Linked DNA regions of Mus musculus: regions 2 and 3 are each linked to region 1. The links are chromatin contacts, called in public ChIA-PET maps. All regions are on one chromosome and are shown on one strand. The core of a region is the stretch at or near the end of the contact, and the rest is flanking DNA. Distances in the headings are between cores, read along the strand shown.

Region 1 (2,925 bases), core at 193-2,692:
GAACAGATACCATGACCACGGCAACTCTTATAAGAGCAACATTTCACTGGGGCTGGCTTACAGGTTCAGTGGTTCAGTCCATTATCATCAAGGCAGGAACAAGGCAGCATCCAAGCAGGCATGGTGCAGGAGGAGCTGAGAGTTCTATATCTTCATCTAAAGACTGTTAGTGAAAGACTGACTTCCAGGCAGCTGGCATGAGGGTCTTAAAGCCCAGTCCCACAGTGGCACACCTATTCCAACAAGGCCACACCTACTCCAACAAGGCCACACCTCCAAATAGTGCCACTCCCTAGGCCAAGCATATTCAAACCATGACGATTACTATTACACTTGGCTTTTGATTAAGTTTTGGAGATGATAAGGAAAATGCATTTTGTAATAAATCTGTTACAGATCCAAAATCAGTCCCAAAGCTCTACTCAGAGATGTTGCTCAGTGGTAGAGCTTTAGATGTATAAGGAGCCCTGGTGTTTCCCTAATAGCAAATAATAATAATATAGAATAATAAGAATCCAGGCGTGGTTTTGCCTACCTGTAATTCTAGCACTTGAAACACAAGAGGATCATGACCCCAAGGCCTGCCTGGTCTATATAATGAGATCCTTTTGCTCTCTCAAAAGAGAAAAAGGATTCAAAGCTCAGACACAGACACAAATCATGTTTCTAAAAAGTAACCCAAGGTACAAAGAAGGCAGCCAAGTAAGACTTAAGGTACAGGGCTGGGCTGGGAGCTGACAGGGATCTTAGCAGGCATGTCAGAACTGTGGGTGCCTGGCAACAATGTTAGGGATTAGTAACCAGGAGACCAGAGTTGAAAACCAGACACTGCGGTTACATTGGTTACAAATGTACCCATGATCAACCTTGCAACTGCTTGATGACATATTTTTATTCCTTCATAAAAAAATATATATATATATATGGCAATTAACATATCAAAGAGTATCCGGGGATCTTAGACACTGAGGAATACTTAGTGAATAATACAGACAAAGACTTTGTGTAGTTTATATTCTATTTGGGGTTGGGATGGGAGGAATCTATCAACAAGTAAAGCACAGAGTAAGTTAATAGAAATGAGTCTATGTAAAAAATCCAAGTGGAAAATTCTGTGGGTAATAAGTGGAAATACAATTTTTATTCCTTTGCCTGTTTTTGAGACAGAGTCTCACTGTGTAGCCCGGCTCTCCTGGAACTCACTCTGTAGACCAAACTGGCCTCGAACTCAGGGATCTGCCTGCCTGCCTGCCTGCCTGCCTGCCTGCCTGCCTGCCTGCCTGCCTGCCCAATACTAGGATTAAAGGCGAACTCCACCACTGCCTTTTTAAACAATGTTCTGAGGAAAATGTTCTCTGGGAAGACGGTAAGGAAGAGCGGGGCAGGGCTGGCCAACTCAGCAGTGAAGTGCTGAGCTAGCCAATGAAAAGCCTCAGAGCTACAGGAAAAAGAAAAGAAACGAAACGAAAACCAAGCGTGTCAGTCATGACGGTCTTCTGGAGAAGACTACATATACTACATGGGACTCAGACTCTGCTGAGGTGTTCCTGCAGGGACCAGGGAGGACCAGGGAGGAACACAGGTAGTTGAGCGGCTTGAGCAGAGTGGTAGGTAAGGTCAGAAAAGTGGGGAGATTTGTCAATGATGTTGGGGTCCCTGGACCACTGTAACGATTTCCGGCTTTCACTTGGAGTGAGGTACGAGGCTGTCCGAAAATACTACACAGAAAGAAAGCACATATTGCAAGTTAAAAGGACCCTCCTGCTTTCTGCTTTCTGCTTTCTGCTTTCTGCGCATGTGCTCATGGTGCAAGGGTATAAGCAGGACCATTTTCTCAGGACAAAAGAATAACAGTTTGCACAGGCTGGGGGTGATGGAGAAAGAGAAGTGATGGAACCTGGATGTTGTTGGGAAGTGGAGCCATCAGGATGTGGCAAACATCTGGAACGATGGAATGAAATGACATGAGAGCAAGGGGCAGTCAAGTACAGCCTAGAAACCTAGAGAGAGCGGGAGGGGGAGGGAAAGAGGGAGGAAAAGAGAGAGAGAGATGTTTTTTTATCGAAATGGGGAGGAAAATGAGAAGGTTCTTAATCTTGCTTGAGGCACAACACCAGACACATTGCAGTCTTCGTGTTTGCTGTTAACCTAATCAAAATCAGTGTCTGTGTATTTGGGTCAAGAGTTGCTTTAGATAAAAAAGAAAAATAAATAAATAAATAAAATGACTTGTTAGCTTCCAGACTAAGCTTTTGTTTCAGACTCTGAGATAAATTTAAATCCAGTGATGTGCTACAGATGGTTTTACTCAAGAGCCAGGCTATTGGAAAAGCACTGGAGAAACTTAATACTTCTTAGGCATTACATCATCTGGATTTACAGGTGGGAAAGTACACTAGAAACAGAGGAGAACATACTTAAAAAACTCATTACTTATTTCCTACATTTCACTATGGTCTGGCTTCTGAAGCAACGTCCCAGAATGTGTCTGTGCAGTATAGTACGTACTGCCCCCGTGCCTCCCCTTCCAACAAGGCGCTGATTTCTGCGGCCATAAAAATAATGCTTAAAAATACTTAAGCCAAGTAATTATGCTCACTGTGAAGTTTTACCGAACTAGGGACATCATTTAAAAGAAAAGACAAAAAAAAAGGACTGAAACTTTAAAACTGAGCCAGTGAACACCAGTGCTAGATGTCAGGGGCTCTTACTGGGCCAGGAGACAGGGACTTAAGATGCAGGGACTGACAAATGCTAAACATTAGAGTGTGAGCAAGCTGGCCGTGTCTTATAAATACATGCAGGGATAACAGCATTACATTGTACTTCTCTTGCAGGTCTCCCCCTCTAGACAGCAAGGGTTGGGAACTAAAAAAAAAAACCTGAGTAGAACCTGCAGGAATTCCACACAGCTAAATGCTTTAC
Region 2 (3,026 bases), core at 408-2,907, 270 kb after region 1:
ACCGTGTATCTGCTGTCTTGGTCATTCTAAGGATTTTGACTTTCTTCTTTGTTTTTGAGACGGTTTCATTAGGTCAGGCTTGTCTCAGACTTGCTGTGTACCAAAGGCTGGCCTTGAACTCCTGATCCTCCTGCCTGTACCTTCAGCATCCCAGGGTTAGGCATGAACCACTACTCCAGGCCACACTTGGAAAATGGGTATCAGCAGGGATGAGCAGTCAAAACGGGTGGGTGTCTCTCCTGGACATGACGTGGGTGTCCACCTGCCGTTCAGGACTGTGTCCCTCCATTGGAATCAGCCCCAGAAGCAGCATTTATAAAAGTTATTAGTGTTGCTGTGGACTCCAGCTGCTTCCCACTCAAGACTGCCTTCATATGCAGTGGCTGGGTAACCTCAGGCATGTCACTCAGCCTCATGTACACAATGAGTGGGGCACAGACACTGGGCTTATTGGATGGTCATGTTGGATAGGAGTCAGCTCCCAAGAAGTGCTTCACACAGTGTCTGGTCACAGCAAGCTCCATCCAAGCGCCATTTGTCCTGTCAACAAAGATTACCTGACACTGATGTCAAGTCCTATTCTAGACCCTGTAACCACAGAGATGACAGAGGAGCCGGTGCTCTTGAGGAAGTGGGGGAGGGGGGAGTGTGTCTGGTTGGCACTCTCTTGGTGCGGAGATTCCAGCCAGAGGGAGCAGTGTGACAGAGGCCTGAAGATGAAGAGGGGCAGGAAAGCACGGGGCAGCATGTAGGCCAGATGGCTGCCTGTAATTATCACACCAGTCATTCGCAATAGTCTTGGGCAGAGAGAAACGTCACTAATACAAAAAAAAAAAAACAAACAAACAAACCTGCGCATACCTCCTCCTGCCTGTCCCCTATGTCATCCCAGAAACATCTCAGCCACCCTTGGTGCCTTTCCTGGCCAGGGTCTAGGAGTGGTTCTGTAAGGCAAAAGAGAAGCTATATGGAACGTGGGGAGACTGGGATATCATTTACCCAAACTCCAGTCATAATATGTTCCCCAAAGCCAGGGCTCAGGCCTACTGTCACCTCCTTAGCCAGTTGGGCAGGAAATAAGGCCCAGCATACAGGCCAGTCAGAGGCAGCAGGCAGCTGTGTAGGTTTACTCAGCCAGGCAACCCCACCAAGGTCTGGTGCCACACCTTGCCCACCCAGCCCTTCTGAGTTGATCTAAATGAAGTCCCTAGGAAGGTCTGGATTGGCTGTCTTAGCTCAGACACTGGGTAGGCTTTCCTTGGGAGAGATGCCTCAGTGTGGTTGACCCCAAAAAGGGCAAGGATCAAGCTTGGGACTTTAGGGGACTCGGGTTGGCTGTTCCAGTATCCTATCTTATTGTGCACCTTTCTTTTGGATGAGGAAGCACAAGAGACAGCAACTTAAACCTATGGGATGCTGAGTGTGTCAGCCAGGCCTTCTTCCTCCATAGTGACATCACCCAAATTGCCCTGACCATGTCACTCCTAGTGATGCTGTCCTGGCTCCACGCAGACAGCATGCCCTGGCATGCACACTGAAGCCTCGAAGCCTTCTCTGCCTCTGGCCCACCTCCTGCTGTTTGCAGCTTGGGGCTGCCCTTCCTCCACCTGCAGTGTTGAACGCCCACCCGGATGCTGAGACATGCACAGATTCTCTCCTCTCCAGCCTTCAGTGCCTGGGCCCCAACCTTCAGCCGTGTCTGCACAGTGGCCTAGCAGTGTCTGCCTCCTTTGGCTTGGCGGGTGCTTGCGCTGTGTGTCACCCTTTCTGTTCCACACACACACACACATCACACACACCAGCTGTGTGACTCCACAGTGGGGGAGGACAGAAGGGACCCCTGGGCAGAGACAGCTGTCTGACTTACCATCTCCTTTGCAGAGCACCTGTGGGCCACTTTGCAGCCACAAATTCAGACCAGGGTGTGTCTAAGGCAAAAGACCCACCAGATAGTAGGCCTCACGACTAGCAAGGAGGGTCTTTCTCCATTGCCCCACCTCCTGAGGGAAGCAGAATCCTACTGAAAATGTCCCCAGTTCCTCTCCCTAAGAGAACTCAGAACCAGGAGTCAGTTTGAGAATGGCCAGGGAGCAGCCACTGTCTCCTGCCCTCAGCCTGTGCCAGGCGGCACCACCCATGTCTGGAATCAGAAACAGTTCTGTTCTCGGCTTCCCCAGTGCTATCCTGGCCAGTAGCCTCCAGGTTACCTCTGGCATCATTGCCACCTACTGGCGACCAGCCATGGCCCTGTGTTCTAACATTGACATCCTAGACCCCAAACTGTCCTTAGCCACAACGGAGAGCTACCACCAGCACTGCAAGAGCCACCCAGGTAGCAGATGTGTTCTGTAAGAGGGTCAGCCTCCAAGGCACGGGGCCCTCCCGGAAGGCTGCGGACCTGTCTCTGCGAGGGAGGCTGGGGGGTGGGGGTGGGATCTGAAGCAATGTGTAAAAGACCACATGGATACCAAGGTCCAGTCCCAGCAGGAACAGAAAACACTCACTCGCCGCTGGTAGTGTTTGTAAAATTCATCATAATGACTGCCATCATTCTCCCACAGGCCTCCCCATTTATCATCTAGCCTGCCAACCTCTGTCAGCCACCAAGTTTGCAGGTGTTCAAGTTCCTGGACACTAGCATGACTCAGTGCAGGACCCCAAAACCCCAAGGGTCACGAGTCTTCAGGACCCTGAGCTCTGCCTTCGCTAGCTCATTGCTGAACCTGGTGGGATCACAGCCCACGGGATCAAATAGCATGAGCTACATCTGCCAATATTAATAGCTCCAGAGCCTGGCTGCCTGGGCTGCCGCAGCCTGAGCTGAAACACAATTCGAGGAACTGTTGTTGACTTAGCTCTGTTTCCAGCTAGGAAGGCGGCTGGGAGGGACATGGGAAAGGTTGGGACAGCGAGTGAGCAGGGATTATGGTGGAAGAAATAGGGGAGGGGAGGGGACCCCCCTGACTTCTTACAGCTTCTCATTCTGTGTCCTGAGAACCCAGGAGCATAGCTTGAAGACTGGATGT
Region 3 (3,076 bases), core at 239-2,738, 340 kb after region 1:
ATGCAATTAAAAAAAAATCTCTAAACAAACAAAGTGCTACAACTAACTAGGGCCTGGAGATGGGCTCAGTGGGGAAGGGCGCTTGCTGAGCTCAGATCCCTGGCATCCAGGAAGAAAGTGAAGCGTGGTCCTGTGCACCGCAGTGCTGGTAAGGTGGACCAGAAGCAATGGCATCCCTGGGCAGGCTGACCTGCAGCCTAGAATTGGGGAGTGGGACACACCCACAACACAGAGAGACTCCATCTCGGGAGTAAGGAGACTGTCAGAGGACACCTGATGACTACAGTCATCCCTGGAGCCCTGGAATCCATGGTGGGAAAGAGAAAAGAGACTCCCACAGTGGTCCTCTGTCCTCTCCATGCACACCAATGGTGTGCACATAAACACACACTAACTAGATGCAATAAAAAAAAGAGAGAGAGAAAGAAAGCACCTACTGGCAGGCCGGGTAAGGCCTTGCATTCTATCTGTAAGCACTGCCGTGGCAGAAAAATCAAATACACAAATAAACAAACACCACCCCACTCAGAAGGCTTGTATTCCCAAGTATCTCTGGAGAACTTGGCGGTCAAAGGTTCATTACCATGATGGTTTAACATTAGCTCCCAGCATCCAGAAGACAGGAAAACATAGAGATGCTGGCTAGTTATTTCCTGAACTTCAAGGATGTTTTGTTATGTGCGACACCAAGAACCCTGGGAGAATCTATGGAGGTGGCTGGGGACCACACTATAGCAGCCAGAGGTAGGAGAGACAACACTGTAGGGAAGCCAAGGCCTGTGAGGTCAGGCACTAGGACCCAGAGGCTGAGAGGGGAGCAGCCCCCGCAGGGTAAGTTCAGAGCCAGAACACAATGTTCTCAGCTCACCCACAGGAAACCCTGAAGAAGAGAACCGCACATGGCCTCTGCTGGGTGTGTTCTACTCTTGGCCTTTTATTCTCTCCCTTAACCTCGGTCCTCACTTTCACATCCTGTAACCTGCAAAGCCCACACACCCCACCCTTCTGAGCTGGTCCCAGGCCCCAGGAGAGCAATCAAGTCAGGAAGCCCAGGGTCTCTAACCTTGGTTTCCTGAATGGACCTTTGTGGCGGAAACTTTTTATAGTGCAGGAGGCAGGCTCAGACAAAGCCGCGCTTCTAGCTTTGGTGAGGGGAAACAGCTGATGGCTCTGTGCCTCCTCCTCCCTTCCTCCCCAAGGCCAGGCCCCACCTGAGACCAGTGAGGACAGCCACCTTTGCAGCATAGGTCACCCTGGGGAGCTGGGGCCACGTTTGCATCAGAACACCCTGTGATGTGGTTCCTAGTTTTTATTTCCACAAATGCTATGATATGTTGTCCCATAGTGCTATTTTTACTGAATTAAGAAAAAACAAAACACCAAAAGAACAGCAAATGTCTGCAAAACCAGCAGGCCTGGGACAGGGAAGGACAAGGTGAACTTCCTTTCCTGCAGCCTGCTATCTTGGTTTGTGGTCTGGTGTCCCTCACCCCCCAGATGCTATGTTCAGTCTTACTGTTTGCCTCTGTGTCTGTTCACTTCTTTGAGGCAGTGTCTCTAGGGGCCTGGACGAGCTGCTATAACCCATGGTGATAATGATGTGTCGCTGTCTCCCCCAGCACTGTTCTGACAGCCATGAGCCATAACAGCTGGCTATGTGAGTTTGTTGGGTCACAGAAGCACAGCTCTGAAACCTCTGCCACTTATTCTGGTGTTTTCTTAGTGACTTCTTCAAACATATGGCTACGCACTGGCCTTCTGGACCCAAGGATGAACACAAGAGAGCCCAGCAAGCTCCAAAGAAGTGCTTGCTAACTGTGCCGGTGTGTGTGCGCGTGTGTGTGCGTGTGCATGCGTGTGTGTGTGTGTGTGTGTGTGTGTGTGTGTGTGTGTACGCCACAGGACAGGAACAGAGCTGTGACAGGTTGCACTTGTTACTTCTTCATTTTGTGAGGCTGGCCTTGAACTTGTTACATAGCTGAAGGTGACCTTGAAAACTTGACCTTCCTACCTTTCCATCTTTCCATCCTGAGTGCTGCAGTTATTAGTACATGCTTGGGGCTGAGCCCAGGGTCTTGTGCATGCCAGTCAAACACTCTACAAGCTAAGCCATATCATCCAAGTCCCATTTTTGGCTTCTGTTAAACATACATTTTAAGCCAGATGGGGGTGGCTTTAATCCCAGTACTCAAGAGGCAGAGGTAGGCAGATCTCTGAGTTTGAGGCCAGCCTGGTCTACAGAGTGAGTTCCATGACAGCTAGGGCTACACAGAGAAACCCTGTCTGGAAAAAAACAAAAAACAAAAAACCACAACAAAACCTATGTGTGTGTATATTTTATATATATATTATACTATATATAATATACATATATATATATATATGTATATAACACATACACACACACACATATATAATGTGTATGAGTGATGAGTGTTTATCCAAGTGTCTGTTTGTATACGGTGCTAGTGGAAGTCAGAAGAGGATATTGGATCCACTAAAACTGGAGCTACAAATGGTTGTGAGCCACCCTGTGAGTGCTGGGAACCAAAACAACCCATTGCTCTGCAAGAACCGTACCTGCCCTTCCGTGCTGAGCCATCTCTCTAGTCCCCCCTCACCCCATTTCTGGCTTCTTTTTGTTGTTGTTGTTGTTGTTGTTTTTCAAGACAGGGTTTCTCTGTGTAGCCCTGGCTGTCCTGGAACTCACTCTGTAGACCAGGCTGGCCTCGAACACAGAAATCTGCCTGCCTCTGCCTCCGGAGTGCTGGGATTAAAGGCATGTGCCACCACGCCCAGCTCCTTTCTGGCTTCTTTATGGCCTGCATGTGAATCTCTGTGGGTCCTCACTCCAGTCCTGTAAAGAGATTCAACTAGGTTTTAGGATGCTGTTGTGAGAATTTTCTCCTGGGGGAGAGAAGGACACACACACACACACACACACACACACACACGCCCCAAGTGTAGTGTATTATTAAATCTTCCCCCCTCTTCATAAGGTCTCAATAACACAGTTGGATTCCACTGAGGTTCCCCCTGGGAATCAATGTGTATTAGGGTCACTTACAGAGCATGG

Evidence for each region. ChIA-PET counts read pairs in DNA pulled down with a chosen protein or histone mark.
Region 2: a contact with region 1 is called in an RNA polymerase II ChIA-PET map of memory CD8 T cells, with 21 read pairs. The contact joins two enhancer-like sites. A contact is called at or near these places in 2 of 115 datasets of contacts at active chromatin or transcription factors (memory CD8 T cells and pancreatic cancer cells).
Region 3: a contact with region 1 is called in an RNA polymerase II ChIA-PET map of memory CD8 T cells, with 5 read pairs. The contact joins two enhancer-like sites. A contact is called at or near these places in 1 of 115 datasets of contacts at active chromatin or transcription factors (memory CD8 T cells) and 1 of 9 other capture datasets (pancreatic islet).

What each region holds. Positions count from the first base shown.
Region 1 is chr10:59,635,464-59,638,388 of GRCm38.p6, forward strand. No RefSeq gene overlaps it. Among named protein-coding and RNA genes, the nearest start is that of Mcu, 20 kb to the left of the region's middle. Within about 2 kb of position 1,443, at least 158 of the 459 cell types and tissues checked have an H3K27ac peak or open chromatin away from gene starts, as enhancers often do. A contact at or near this core is called in memory CD8 T cells, where this site is marked.
Region 2 is chr10:59,900,569-59,903,594 of GRCm38.p6, forward strand. No RefSeq gene overlaps it. Among named protein-coding and RNA genes, the nearest start is that of Gm46226, 4.3 kb to the left of the region's middle. Within about 2 kb of position 1,658, at least 54 of the 459 cell types and tissues checked have an H3K27ac peak or open chromatin away from gene starts, as enhancers often do. A contact at or near this core is called in memory CD8 T cells, where this site is marked.
Region 3 is chr10:59,973,428-59,976,503 of GRCm38.p6, forward strand. No RefSeq gene overlaps it. Among named protein-coding and RNA genes, the nearest start is that of Ddit4, 23 kb to the left of the region's middle. Within about 2 kb of position 1,489, at least 196 of the 459 cell types and tissues checked have an H3K27ac peak or open chromatin away from gene starts, as enhancers often do. A contact at or near this core is called in memory CD8 T cells, where this site is marked.